Regions from separate parts of the Triticum aestivum genome. Here region 2 is linked to region 1. A link is a contact called in public Hi-C data. All regions are on one chromosome and are shown on one strand. The core of a region is the stretch at or near the end of the contact, and the rest is flanking DNA. Distances in the headings are between cores, read along the strand shown. Region 1 has its middle 93 kb from the start of LOC123078002. Region 2 holds the start of LOC123078005 (AT-hook motif nuclear-localized protein 16).

Region 1 (4,038 bases), core at 967-3,466:
ATAATACACAATGGGTGTGAAAATTTTAATAATGTATATGTTAAACAAGTATTGTAAAAATATTAATCAAGCATTTGACAAATGTTCAATGTGTATAGAAAAATGTTAATCATGCATTAAAAATGATGAAAAATCTTTTGATCATGTATATGAAAATATTAATCAGGAATTTTAAAAAGTGTTCAAAAAATATTTCAAAAATGTTAATCAGGCATTAGGAAAATGTTAAACGTGTATACAATTTTTTTTTGACAATGCATTCAAAAAAATGTTATAATTGGATTCGAAAAATGTTGATAAAGCATTTGAAAAATGTTAACAATTCATAGGAAAATGGAGTAGAAAACAAAAATATATTGAAAACCAAGAAAGAAGCCAAAAAGGCGAAGAAAAAATAAGAAGCAATGAGAAAGAAATGAAAAATGGACAAAAACCATGAAGAAAACAAAGAAAAAAACAGAAAACCACGTGTAACAACAAAAAATAAAAACGGAGAAGAAAACAAAAAAAAAGTAAAAAAGGATAAAATAAAAAAATCTGGATGATTTACCTCAAGTTTATCGAGCCTCCTGTCTAAACAGAAACATGAGGTTCGCGCGATGGCTAGAATCACCAGACATTATCTAACCCACCAGGGATCGATTCGGAGCTCTATTTTTCGGAATATCCTATTTAACGCCCTTTGCGTCAAACTTCCGGCGCTTCGCACGGGCGAGGGACGTAATGGGCCGGCCCAGTTTTTACGCGTAGAATCGCCACTAGCCAACCGGTATTTTGTTTCTTTTACTGGGTTTTCTGTTTTCTTTTTTTTTCTGTTACTTTTTCTTCTTTTTCTTTCTTTTCTTTTTTGCGTATTTTGTTTCTTTTTTCTTTTTCTTTTTTCAATCTTATTTTATCTTTTTTAAACTATGTTCATGTTAAAAAATTGTTCTAAAATTTAGGAAAATGTTCATGCCTTTAAAAAATGGTCGAAATTTTGAAAATGGTAGTTTTTCAAAAATTGTTCATAAACTAAAAAATGTTCGCAACTTTTAAAAATGTTCTTGTTTTCAAAAAAATTCACTAATGCTTTTGTTCCAAATGTTCACAACATTTCAAGAAATTTTTGGGTGTTAAAAAAATGTTCGTGATTTTAAGAAGTGTTCATGCTTTCAAAAAATCTTTTTTTGAAATTTTAAGAAACGTTCTTCCTTCAAAAATTTGTTCACATTATCAAAAAATGTTCTTTCTTAAAAAAATATACAGGAATTTCAAAAACAATTTTGGTTTTTAAAATATTTTCACAATTTCAAAAGATCTCATTTATAAATGTTGTTCACAATTTCAAACAATGTTCTTGTTTTAAAAAAAATCACAGTTCCAGAAATTTGTTCATGTTTCAAAAAATGTTCAGGAATTTCAGAAAATATTCTCGTTTTCAAAATTTGTTAAGCATTTCAGAAAAATGTTTATTTTTTAAAAAATATTTATGATTTCAACATTTTGTTCGCAATTTGAACAAATATTCCCATGTTTAAAATTTTGCTCGCGTTTGCAAAAAAGCGTACAATACAAATTTTGTTTGCATTTAAAAAAATTTCATTGTTTAACTTTTTTTGTGTTTATTTAAAAAATGTTCCCCTTTTCCATTTTTATAAATTAGAAACTGTTCAGCATCTCAAAAAATATTCGTGTTTTTCATAATTTGTTTGTTTTGCCAAAACATTTTTGAAAATTGTTCGCGTTTTAGGAATCTATTTGGGGTTTGTAAATTTTGTTCGTGTTTCATTTTTAAATCATCTTCACTTTCCCAAATAATGGAATACAAAAAATGCAGCATAAAACTGCTCGCAATTTTCGAGAAATATTACAATATGTTTTCCAAATCTCATCGCTGTTGTCTGTTCTTAATTTCTGCACCTTCATGTGTAGTTGGTGGTGTGTGGTGTAGTGGCTAATGGCTCGCAGTTGTAGTGTGCGGGCGTGGGATCGATTCCTGGTACTCGTGCGAAAGGAAACAAAATAACTAGCGGGTTGGTGGGCTGGGCCAGTCGTGCGTCAACCATGTGCGTCGAGCTGCTGTATGAGGTATTGTGCGTCACATAGGAGCCCCCCCCCCTTTTCCCTCCCTATTTTTCTTCCTATGCGCTAATGTGCATGTGCCTTAATGGGCCTCCCCGACGCTTCTGCGAAAACATCTTCTCTCTCGCTTAACGCGAGATATAGCTCCCGCGCAAGTGCCGGTTACAGGCGTTTGTGTACCGGGTCCACACATCCCACACACGCTAGCTTAGTAATGGGCCGGCCCCTATACGGTAGAACTATTACCAGTTTTTGGAGCTTCTGGAAGGTTTCAGCTCATTTCTCCTACTTTCTTTTAATTTTCAGTTTTAAATTTTAATATTTAGGAACTTATTTTAGACCTGTAAATATTTTCAATTTTATGAACATTTTTCAAATCCATGATTTTTTAAAATTCATGAACTTCTTTAAAATCTGTGAACACTTTATAAATCTAGGAAGTTCTTTCAAATTCATGAACTTTTTAGGTTCATGGATATTATTTTTGAATTCTTGAATTTTTGTCAAGTTTGTGAAAAAAATTCAAATTTATGAACTTACTTAAAATCCATGAACATTCCCGAATCCGTGAAATGCATGATTTTTTTTCAAATTTACAAATATAATTCAAATATTAGATTTTTTTTTCCTAAAATCAATGGTCAACTGTGAACTGATCGAATTGGTGCTGCCTTGCTACCTAGCAAAGGGTTGTAGGGTTGGAATGGGCCTTCCTGACTCCTTGGCGAACACTTCTTCTCTCTCGCTTTATGCGAGATATAGCTCCCGCGCAAGTGCCGGTTACATGCGTTTGTGTACGGGGTGCACACACCCCACGCACACTAGCTTAGTAATGGGCCGGTCCATATACGCTAGTACTATTACAGGTTTTGGGAGCTTTTGGAAGGTTTCAGCTCATTTCTCTTACTTTTTTTTGTTTTTATTTTTCGGTTTTAAAATTTAATTTCTAAGAACTTCTTTTATACCTGTGAATATTTTTAATTTTATGAACATTTTTCAAATCTATGATTTATAAAAAAATCATGAACTTCTTGAAAATCTGTGAACACTTTATCAATCCGGGAAGTTCTTTCAAATTCATGGACTTTTTAGGTTCATGGATATTATTTTTGATTTTTGATTTTTTTCCAAGTTCGTGAATTTTTTTCAAATTCAGGAACTTACTTAAAATCCATGAAATCCATGATTTTTTTTTCAAATTTTCAAATATAATTCAAATATGAGATTTTGTGCTAAAAGTCAATGGTCAACTGTGAACCGGTCGAATGGTGTTGCCTTGCTACCTAGCAAAGGGTTGTTGGGTTGGCCCATGGGGTGCTGCCTCTCTACCTAGCGCAACGGGCATTGAGGAGGTGGTCTCCTACAGATAGATTACATTAACCATTCGATACCATTGTGGGTTTTGGTCCCGTTACTCGGAGGTTGGAACCTTTCTATCCTGAATTGTTTCTAATGAAACAAAAACACAATTGGTACATCTGAATCGTCAACCACCATAGAGTTTTCAAACTCAGGGACTGGGTCATGCAAAGGGTGACATGGCCCGCTTCCATGCATGCGCCATGGATGGCGGGAATGTGTCAGGTAATCTATCACATTCACGATAACATGTTGTTTGTGAATAGCGGTGTCATTCTCACTAAGGTAAATCTGGCAAAGCATAGGTGATAGAGTAGTAAAAATGTTGTTTCTATGATCACGAGGAAATAGTCCACCATTTGTTTATTGCGTGCTCGTTGGCTACTTAGCTACGATTTATGACATTTAACTTGCCCTCATCTTCTAGCATATCAAACATGTTTGAAAACTGACTGGAAGGGCCTAAAATATGGGCACCTAAAATATAGGCACGTATCTCTGTGAGAGTATGTGCATTGCTTTGAGAATTATGGAATTGTCGGAATGAATGTATTTTTAACATAGTAAAGGTCCATAATTTTTTGTAGGTTATCTTCCGAACTACATGATGGATTCATA
Region 2 (3,773 bases), core at 1,247-3,746, 670 kb after region 1:
GATAATACAAATGCCACTAGTTCATTCTCCATGGAAAACTTCATATTTTGATTTAGTTTTATTTTATTTTATTTCCTCTTAGATTTAATATCAATGCCACTAATTCATTCTTATAAAACTTCATTAGTTTGATTTTGTTTTAGTTTCTATTTTATTTTCTTTCTTTTCAAGGCTACTACCAATGCCACTAATCTAGTCCCTCTTAGAAAACTACCTTTTTGTAAAATTTTCACTATTATAGGTGTATTCTTGAATTTATCAAAAGTGCAACTTACATATAATTTGTATGAAAAATTTGTCATTATTTGACTATTTTTATATATTTTGATTTTTTTAAGGGTGATACAATGCCGGTAGTTATTTTTTTTTCTTAGGACTTTTTTGTTCATTTATTCTGTATGGCGGCACCACCACAAGTATTAGAACTTCAGGCGAGCCCCTTTTTCTTCTTTTGGGTTATCAGGTTAACAGCTCATTGTAATTAAATTCTTGGTAATTTTTTTTTGTCTGGACCAAACATGGCCTAACTCCTATTGTTATCTGTCCCGCAAAAAAAACTCTTATTGTTATTTGAGTCGAATGGGCTGGATGTTCCGCATGCAATAAGTTATTTTGGGTCGACTAGGCTGTAGCCAGTCCCAATTTTTGGGAAAACCCTATGTGACGCACGTTGCGTCAAACTGTCGAAGCTTCGCACAAGTTTCCCGAGCGAGCGACGTGATTTGGGCCGGACCGTTAATAGTTGCAGCGATCCGGTTTTGGGAACCTTCTAGTGGTTCCAGATGTTTTTTTTTCGTTTTAGAACCTTCTGGAAGGTTCCTGAACCTGCTTTTATTTTCTGTTTTTTTCTTGATTTTATTGTTTCTAGTTTCTTTTTTTTTGCTTTTCCCTCCTATTTGTTGTTTTTGTTTCTTTTTTTTTTCAATATTAGCTTTTTTTTCCTATTCCAATTTTTTTATATGTCGTGTTTTTTGAAAAATTATTCACAAATGTCAAAAAAATGTTCGTGTTATAAAAAATCGTTCATGTTTTCAAATTTGTTCGGCAGTTTCAAAAAATGTTCGTTTTTTCAAAAATTGTTCGTAATTTTCAAACAATATTGCAGTTTATGAAAAATGTTTAATTTTCTAAAATTGTTTGTGTTTCTCCAAAATGTTTAATAATTTTAAAAATATGAGTGTTTTCAAATATTTTCCTTAAATTCAATTTTTTTTCAGGATTTAAAAAAATTGTTCGTGTTTCTTCAGTAATTTTAAAAATTATCATGTTTTCAAATATTGTTCTTAAATACAAAAAATGTTCAAGATTTTCACAAATTGTTCGTGTTTTTCAAAAATTGTTCGGAATGTTTTGGTTCTAAATTTCACAACTTTTCAAAAAATGTTCAGAATTTCGAAAATGTTGCCGTTTTCAAAAACTGTTCACTAATTTAAAAAAAGTTCATGTTCAATTTTTTCCTGGAGTTTCAAAAAATGTTCTAGTATAAAGAATTGTTCGCAAATTTCAATAAAGTGCTCAAAAATGTTTTGCGTTCAAAATTATCACAACTTTTCAAAAAAGGTACCCATTTCCAAAAATTATTCATAATATTTTAAAAAGGTTCCTGTTTCCATTTTTTCAGGATTTTCAAATAATGTTCCTGTTTCAAAAATATTTTTGAAATTTTGAAAATCTAAATGTTTTCAATTTTTGTTCGGGAGTTTAATTTTTTCACCTTTTGAAATTTTGTTCTGGAATTACAAAAATTTCCCCGTATCAAAAAATTGTTCATGATTTTCGAAAATGTGGCAGTTTTTAATAAAATTGTTCACGGTATTCAAAAGTAGTTGCGTTTCACAAAACATCCGGGTTGTTTTTTGTTTTGAAAAATGCGTTTGAAATTTCAAAAAAATCGGATCTGTGCTCGGTAGTTTGTGCTTAAAGGTTTGCGCTGTGTTGTGAGTATTAAAGCTTGCTATGTCTGCTGGTAGTAGCGCATTGACGCTAGGACGAGATTCTCGGTTCAATCCCAGCTCGGCGCTTTAATTTTTTGGCTACAGTTCTCGATCGGGTCTTTATTTTGGACCTACAGTTCTCAATCGGGCCGGCCCAATCGTAAACCGCCTGTGCGTGCGAGCGACGACCTGCCGCAGAGAGCGGCAGGTAGGAGCTCCCCAATTTCTGAACAGATCTGTTAGGTTCCTGCTGTTAAGTGGACGAATCGATCCCGGTTCCTTTGATATGCTCTTCCATATGCCCATTTCGACAAATGGATGTTTTTTCTGACACATGCGGTGTGGAGCCTGACTTGAAAATTTTGGTGCCGGCAGGACCATTGATTCTTGAGAATGATTCATCCCACAAAGCAATTTTAGTACTGTACCAAACATGAAGTAAAAGTGTAAAACATGAACCACCTCGCACAACAAACAGACGCGCCATACCTACTCTGCGCCGCGGAAAATGTTTTACAAAACACACACACAGTACAGTTGGGAGCTTGTTAGGATGTTCGAACACTTTACCACTAAACTACTCATCACGCGTATTTCCCTGCTTAACAGCTTATACTCGTACTTCGAACAACACCGACCCCGCCCTTAAAAAGCCATCTAACCCCTGTAATTAACCTCCACAAAGGACGTGCAGAAGCACACACAAAAATAATCTTTTTACCATGGGCATGGCCACCGCAGCCGCCGCGACGACGGCCGCTCCGGACAGGCTCCGGCAGCCGTGCAGGCCGAGGCCGGCGGCGCAGATCTCCTCCTCCAAGAACCGCGCGCCCAAGGCGCCCGTGGTGATCGCGCACGAGTGCCCCAGCGCGATGCGCGCCCACGTCCTGGAGGTGCCCGCCGGGCGCGACGTCCTGTCGTGCGTCGCGGCGTTCGCGCGGCGGGGGCGCTGCGGCGCGCTGGTGCTGGGCGCCGCCGGGCACGTCGCGGACGTCGTGCTCAGGGAGCCGGCGCTGGTGCTCCGGGGCACGACGGAGATCCTGAGCCTGGCAGGGTGCTTCTTCCCGTCTCCCTCGGCGTCAGCGGCGGGCGTCGCGGTGTTCCTGGCCGGGCCGCGAGGCAGCGTGCTGGGCGGCGCCGTCGCGGAGGGAGGGCTCGTGGCCGCCGGTCCGGTGGTGGTGATGGTGGCCACGTTTGTCGCGGCTGCGATCGACCGGTTGCCTCTGGTGAAGGGGGACGGATCCTCCAAGGCGGACGGGAGCGACGTGCACGGCGTGGCCGGACAGTGGCGGTGCGGCGGCCAGCCGCTGCAGCAACAGTGCGGATGGGCGCCGCTGCGTCGGAAGCTGGGCGCGAAGAGCTGAACCGTATGCACCGAGTGGAGAATATAGATTGGGCCGTCATATTGTTCGTTGGCAAGCAGGCCGAAGTGGAGTTTTGGTCCAAGCTTTGAAAAAAAAAATCCATGTTCTGCTTTTATCTTCTTTGGCTGTGAGACAACAGAAACTTTTCAATGTCTCGAAAGAAACACAAACTTTTCATGAAGATACAGTATTAAAAATACTCCCTACGTCCACAAACATGAGATGTTTTGGATATCTCAACATGGATTATATATACAGACTAAATGAGTGAACGTACATTTGATTGAGAAAAAAGGTAGAACATCTTATATTTGTGAACAGAGGGAGTAACATATAAGGTGCAATCTTGCATGGTAGCTGCAAAACATCCTAGAGCATTTTGTTATCTAGTGCCATGAATATCCCAACCATTGTCTTCATCCAAATGTTTATGCATTTATAAAATTCATCGAGAGTAAAAGGACAACATCCAATG

Evidence for each region. Hi-C and Micro-C count contacts between places; a contact is called where the count stands out from the background.
Region 2: a Hi-C map of leaf shows a contact between it and region 1, with 8 times the contacts expected there. The contact joins the promoter of LOC123078005 here to the enhancer-like site in region 1. A contact is called at or near these places in 4 of 5 Hi-C or Micro-C datasets (leaf and an unstated tissue).

What each region holds. Positions count from the first base shown.
Region 1 is chr3D:154,550,950-154,554,987 of IWGSC CS RefSeq v2.1, forward strand. No RefSeq gene overlaps it. Among protein-coding and RNA genes, the nearest start is that of LOC123078002, 93 kb to the left of the region's middle. Within about 2 kb of position 2,217, at least 4 of the 8 cell types and tissues checked have an H3K27ac peak or open chromatin away from gene starts, as enhancers often do.
Region 2 is chr3D:155,219,447-155,223,219 of IWGSC CS RefSeq v2.1, forward strand. It overlaps LOC123078005 (AT-hook motif nuclear-localized protein 16), which reads left to right and starts at 2,497. Exons shown (of 1, transcript XM_044500389.1): 1 at 2,497-3,497. The coding sequence starts at 2,657. The coding sequence ends at 3,298.